Linked DNA regions of Sus scrofa: region 1 is linked to region 2. Evidence: chromatin contacts called from public HiChIP or PLAC-seq data. All regions are on one chromosome and are shown on one strand. The core of a region is the stretch at or near the end of the contact, and the rest is flanking DNA. Distances in the headings are between cores, read along the strand shown.

Region 1 (2,700 bases), core at 196-2,695, 230 kb after region 2:
AACAAAATGTGGTATACAATGGAATATTATTCAGACTTCAAAAGGAAATTCTGATACATGCTACAACATGGATGAACCTTGAAGACATTATGCTAAGTAAAATCCAATACAAAGGGAAAAATGTTGTAGGATTAAACTTATATGAAATATCCAGACTAGGCAAAATCAGAGACAAAAAGTAGATTAGAGGCTCTCAGCCACTGGGGGAAGAGGGGAATAAGGAACTATTACTTAGACGGTACAGACTTTGGATGAAAAAACTCAGGAAAGATATGGGTGATGGTTACACAACATTACCAACGGCTTGAAGCCACTGGCTTTTACACTTAGAAAAGGATAAAACACACATAACACATAGATGTTATTGTATTTTACTACCAAAAAAATGCTAAACACAATACGTGGCACATGAAAAGTGTTCATAAAGGTTAACGGTATTGTTAATATTATTCCTGGGTGTGATAAAGCAGATAATAAAAGTTACTGCAATGTGGTCTTACGTGTACTTTCAAGAGGAAGAGTAAAAAGGGCCTGTTAGAACACAGAGCAAGTGATGTAAGTAGTTCCTTTGATGTGGGAGGCTGGGGAGTCTGTGCAGGAGGAGACTAATAAACTCCTATTAAACCCTTTGGGGATGGGGGTTGGGAGGGCAGAGGACTCGGAGAAAAGGATCCAAGAAGCTTCCTAAAGGGGGAACCACAGGAACTTGAGGCCTTAGCCAAGACACCTACCTCTCTGCCACTTTCTGATCTAAGAACTAGGGTTCTGGTTTTTCAACGCCTGGGACATACTCGGGGCTCCCAAGCCAGTGCAATAAGGCTGCTATTTCCTTTCGTCCTAACAGGTGGGGTCTTTCACCTGAGGCAGGGATAAGAGGTAAGTCGCCAGCGTGGGCGCAAGAGTCTGGTCTCCAGTGCCACTGACCCTCAGCATCTCACCCCGCTGCTAGTAGAGAATCACAGTCCAGAGAGGCCCACCTAACTCATCCTGGTCCCCTTTTCTACTTTCGCGCATCCCTACCCCAATCGAGAAGGTCAGAACCCTTGGGCCTGATCTTCCCTCTTTGTGTCACTCTTTAAGGTACCTGACCAAGTTTCCTTGTCCTTTCCCATCTGTTCTCCCCCACCCACCCACCCCTACCCCGTCCTCCGACCAAAGCAAATCAACAAAGCCTAAACCCCATCTCCCCAAACGCAGTAGTACCTCTGTGGGGCTGGGGCTGGGGCTGGGCTGGTGTCCTTCGGTGGGGGCTCCGGGGGCGGCATGGTGGGGGCCTGGGGCAGTACGGGGTTCTGCTGGGGCCCCGGAGATCGGGCGGGTGCCGGTTCCTGCTGCATGGAATCCAGCGCAGTTTCGTTTCTCGGTTTTGATCTGGGAGGGCGGGAGAAGCTGAACCAGAGGCGTGCGCGAGAGCACTGAGTTCCCGGAGCAGTTCAAAGGGGAGGTGCCCGCTCTGGGCCCGCCTCCCGAGAGGAAGTGAGACGCGAGCTGTGGGGGGAGGCTCTAGGGCGGAGAGGCCAACTGTGGGTTTTGAAGGCTCGTCCAGAACGGGGAGCAGGGAGAGGGAGGAGAGGAGTAGACTCAGAGGTGGACTTTGGCAGAACTGACCCCGAGGGAGGCAGCCCCCGCCCTCGGCTTTGAAACGTTCATTCAGCTCACACTGGCTCAGCTTTTGTGCCAGCCCTCCGCGGGGAGCCGGGGCCGCAAGGATCTCATTCCCTGCTTTGGAAGAGCAGGCCCCTCCGTGGAGATTTTTCACACAGTATTGAGACTAGCTGGAAAGGAAGTGTCTCACTGGGACTTGAAGGAATGGTGGGAATTTACCAGGGATTCAGAGATTGCAGGACTCTTTACACAGAGAGAACAGCACGTGCAAAGGCGTGGAGGTTTGAAACAGGAGTGCCTGTTTAGAAACTAGTTTTGGTTATTTTCAGATTTAAGAGGGGACCCATGTAATGTCAGCCTAGGAATGGGCTGGGGCAAGATGGTAGCTAGGGAGACCCGACCTGTACTGTGGGCAATAGAGAGTCAGTGAAGGGTTTGGAAGCCAGGAGCAACAGGATCCTTTGCGTATGCTGGGACAGTCACTCTGACGACCAGGGCCCAGTGGTCTGGTCTAGGACAGTGGCTGTGGGATGCCTGGGAGGACCTGAGTCAGAGACACTGGGAGTAGACTGTGTGGAGATGAGGGGAATGGGACGATGCCCTGTGTGACCATTGGAAGGGCTGGTGAATCCGAGGCAGTAGAGAGTGGGGAAAGCTGGCAAGCAGGAATGGGAAAAGTGAGGGGAGAGCAGGTTTGCTCTTGGCCAAAGGAGAAGCCCAGGCCCCCAGCTGGTGTGGGGAGAAAGCACAACTCCAGGTGGCATCACTGGGCCAATGCCGCTGTCTTCAAACTTCAAAGCATCCCAGCCATTGTGCGGACTCCCATTCCTGTTCTGTACCCATTCTGTGCTCAGCTCCAGCTTGGGACAGACTATAGAGGGATGATAACAGGGCCTTGCTCTTGTAAAGCTTATAGTAGGGAAGGATAACTAACTTCCCAGGGACAGTGAGAAGCCTCAGGAACCTACCCTATCCTGCAGCTTGATCAGTAAGGAGTCATCTGCAGAAGGGACCTGGAAGTGGTCTATGGCTGAGGGGCCTGAAGAGGCAGGAGTGGCATGTGTGAGACAAGGAAAGCTTTTTAATTTCTTTGCC
Region 2 (2,700 bases), core at 40-2,539:
TACCTTGCTCTGGGAACCCTTTTACTGGTTGCCAGGCAACACATCCCAACACACCTGGCTGTTAGGTGAACCAACCCACGCTCCCAGAACTGGTGGGTGTTGGGGCAGACTTACAGAGCAGCTGTCAAGGAGGCCTGGGGCAGCCTTGGGGGCCAGAGCGGATGGGGACTCTGCCTCCCCCATCTTTCCTGCTAGCAGTTCTGTTCCCTAGGATGGGTCCTCAGGGACTGTTGCTACAACAAGTGCCTGCCTAGTGACCAAGCCCAGCCCTGAGCTGGAAGCAGGCAGGCCCAAGGGGCCACTTCCCCATTGTTTCAGGGTGGGGGCATCTGGGTGGGGTGACTAGAATCATGCTAGCTCATTCCTTGGCCAGAAAACTGCAAGGAGATGGCAGGGCCTGGAAGGGCTAGGGGGCCAGGAGGCCAGGAAAGGGGCAAGGTCCTGAATGGCTCTGGCCTTCTGCCTCCTCAACCCCAGTCTCAGCCTCCCCCTGCCCTGCATCTAAACCTCAGTCTCCCCTTAGCTTCCCCTCTCCATCTCCGTGGTCTCTGCCCCTTGGTTACCCCATACCCTCAATCTCCCCCTCCTTTTTCCCCTCAGCCGCCTCCTGTTTCTGGCCCTTGGCTTCCCCTCTCTGCAGCACTTGCACCCTCAGCAATCCCTCCACAGCAACCCAGGCTAGACTCACTCTTCTCCTGCAGCTGCACACAGAGGCCTAGGGCCCCACGCCTGCCCCCTGGGCTTGCCCATCTCTGCTTTCCTGATAGTCTGGACAAATTCCTTTCCTGTTAGTTCAGTTGAGACAACATGGGTGGATGTTTTTAAAAGGAACTCACTGGGAAGCGAATGGAAAACAAACCCAAACAAGGCAACTCGCCACTTAGAAACGGCCTTGGTCACTAAGGCAGAGCCATCTGCCCTAACTGCCCTTGGCCTGGGTTGCAGAAACACCCACCTAGGGCATGGAGGGGTCTGTCTGGCTTTTCCCCAGCTGAGTTGGGTCCAGCCTGTCCCAGGCAAGTTTGGTCCCAAAGCCTTTCCTAATAGCTACTCCCCTCATCTGTACCTAGCAAAATTCCTGAACAAAGTTGGGACTCCATAAATATTTGTTGATCTGTTTAACGAATAGATAGAAGAATGTTGGGGGTTTCTGGGGTTTCAACGGTGGCACAAGAATCATCCCTGCCTGGAAAGTCCAAGACAGGGGGTTTCTGGGGTTTCAATAGTGGCATGAGAATCATCCCTGCCTGGAAAGTCCAAGACATACAGATTTTTTTTTTTTTTTTTTGGTCTTTTTAGAGCCCCACCTGTGGCATACAGAGGTTCCCAGGCTAGGGGTCCAATTGGAGCTGTACCCACCGGCCTCCACCACAGCCATAGCAATGCCAGATTTGAGCCACATCTGTGGCCTATACCACAGCTCACGGCAACGCCAGATCCTTAACTCAATGAGCAAGGCCAGGGATCAAACCCACAACCTCATGGTTCCTAGTCAGATTCGTTTCTGCTGTGCCACGACAGGAACTCCTTTATTTTTTATTTTTTATTATTTTTTTATTTTTTAGCTTGACCTTTTTCAAAAGCAGGCACCCCGACCCTTGGCTGCTGGGTGCTAGCATAGGACTCTATATGGTTGGGGGTCTCTGGCCTCTGTCAGTGGTGTAGGGGGGATCTTACTCTCTTCCTCTGTAGGCCTCATTTTTTATTTAATTTACTTTAAGACCCTAGAGAGTTCACTGTTTTTTAATGGGGTTTCTTCCTCTGTTTAATAGGGATGGGGCAGGGGAGTTGGCTGGGACTGGGAGCCATAGAAAGACAGTGGGTTTCAAGTTTGCTCAGTGCTGTGTTCGAGTCCCACTCTGAGCCTCGGTTTCATCCTCTGTGAGATGGAAAATGTGACTGCACCATCTCCTGGAGCCTTTGGGGATGTACTGCGGTTATGGGGAAAAGTTCCAAGCATAGTGCCTGGCATGTGATTGGCTCAGGAAATATTAGTCCCTCCTCTGTGGGACTCACGGAGGCCCTGGAGGTTCCAATACTATTCTAGGGAAATGGAAACAAGGCTTGTGATGGGGATGGCCAACCTCTCCGGTGGCATCACCCACCCAGTTGGCACCCCAGATGTGGGCCTAGACCTTCCTGATCCTGCCCTTCTGCCTCCCCATAGGGTATATGGGCTGTTGTGTGTACATCCCCTGTCCCAAGACCCAGGGGCAGAAGCCTGGGATAAAGACAAAGCCAGACTTATGCCCCCCTCCCAGCCCAGCCTTCAGCTGCCCCCTCGCTGAGAGGGGCCCAAGGCTCCCAGGCCCGCTGCACTGCCAATCGATTGAATCTGCTCCCATCCTCAGGCGTGCCATGAATTTTTCATCAAAAGCCTGTAGACTTTGGGAAACGCACAATTAGAAGCCCCATCAATAATGTACCATGCAGAGGCATTGCTGTGCTCAGCCAGGCTCCCGACATGGCTGTCTTCCAGCCCTGCTCTGGTGGGAGGCAGGAGGGAAACTGAGTGGAGCCCTCGGGGGCTCTGTCACTGGACACAGAGCACGTGTGGGATGCTTGGAGGGAGGGGAAGCTGTACCCAAAGGCTTGAACATACCCGTTGAAGCCCAGTGGGACTTGCCTGGTCTCAAAAAATCGGTGCTAAGGAGCCCCCACCCTGAAGCGTGGTGAGGCATAGCAGAAAGTTGCTGTGTA

What was found. HiChIP or PLAC-seq counts read pairs in DNA pulled down with a chosen protein or histone mark.
Region 1: an H3K27ac HiChIP or PLAC-seq map of alveolar macrophages shows a contact between it and region 2. The contact joins the promoter of PML here to the promoter of CCDC33 in region 2. A contact is called at or near these places in 5 of 47 Hi-C or Micro-C datasets (embryonic fibroblasts, epiblast stem cells, liver and 2 more) and 1 of 2 datasets of contacts at active chromatin or transcription factors (alveolar macrophages).

The regions. Positions count from the first base shown.
Region 1 is chr7:59,448,710-59,451,409 of Sscrofa11.1, forward strand. It overlaps PML (protein PML), which reads right to left and starts at 1,446. Exons shown (of 10, transcript XM_001925572.5): 1 at 1,253-1,446; 2 at 1,204-1,250. The coding sequence starts at 1,337. STOML1 (stomatin-like protein 1) reads left to right here. Exons shown (of 8, transcript XM_021099072.1): 1 at 1-555; 2 at 845-876.
Region 2 is chr7:59,222,781-59,225,480 of Sscrofa11.1, forward strand. It overlaps CCDC33 (coiled-coil domain-containing protein 33), which reads right to left and starts at 1,290. Exons shown (of 9, transcript XM_021099064.1): 1 at 115-1,290. The coding sequence starts at 183. All of the region lies in intron 1 of LOC102162300 (a long non-coding RNA gene), which reads left to right.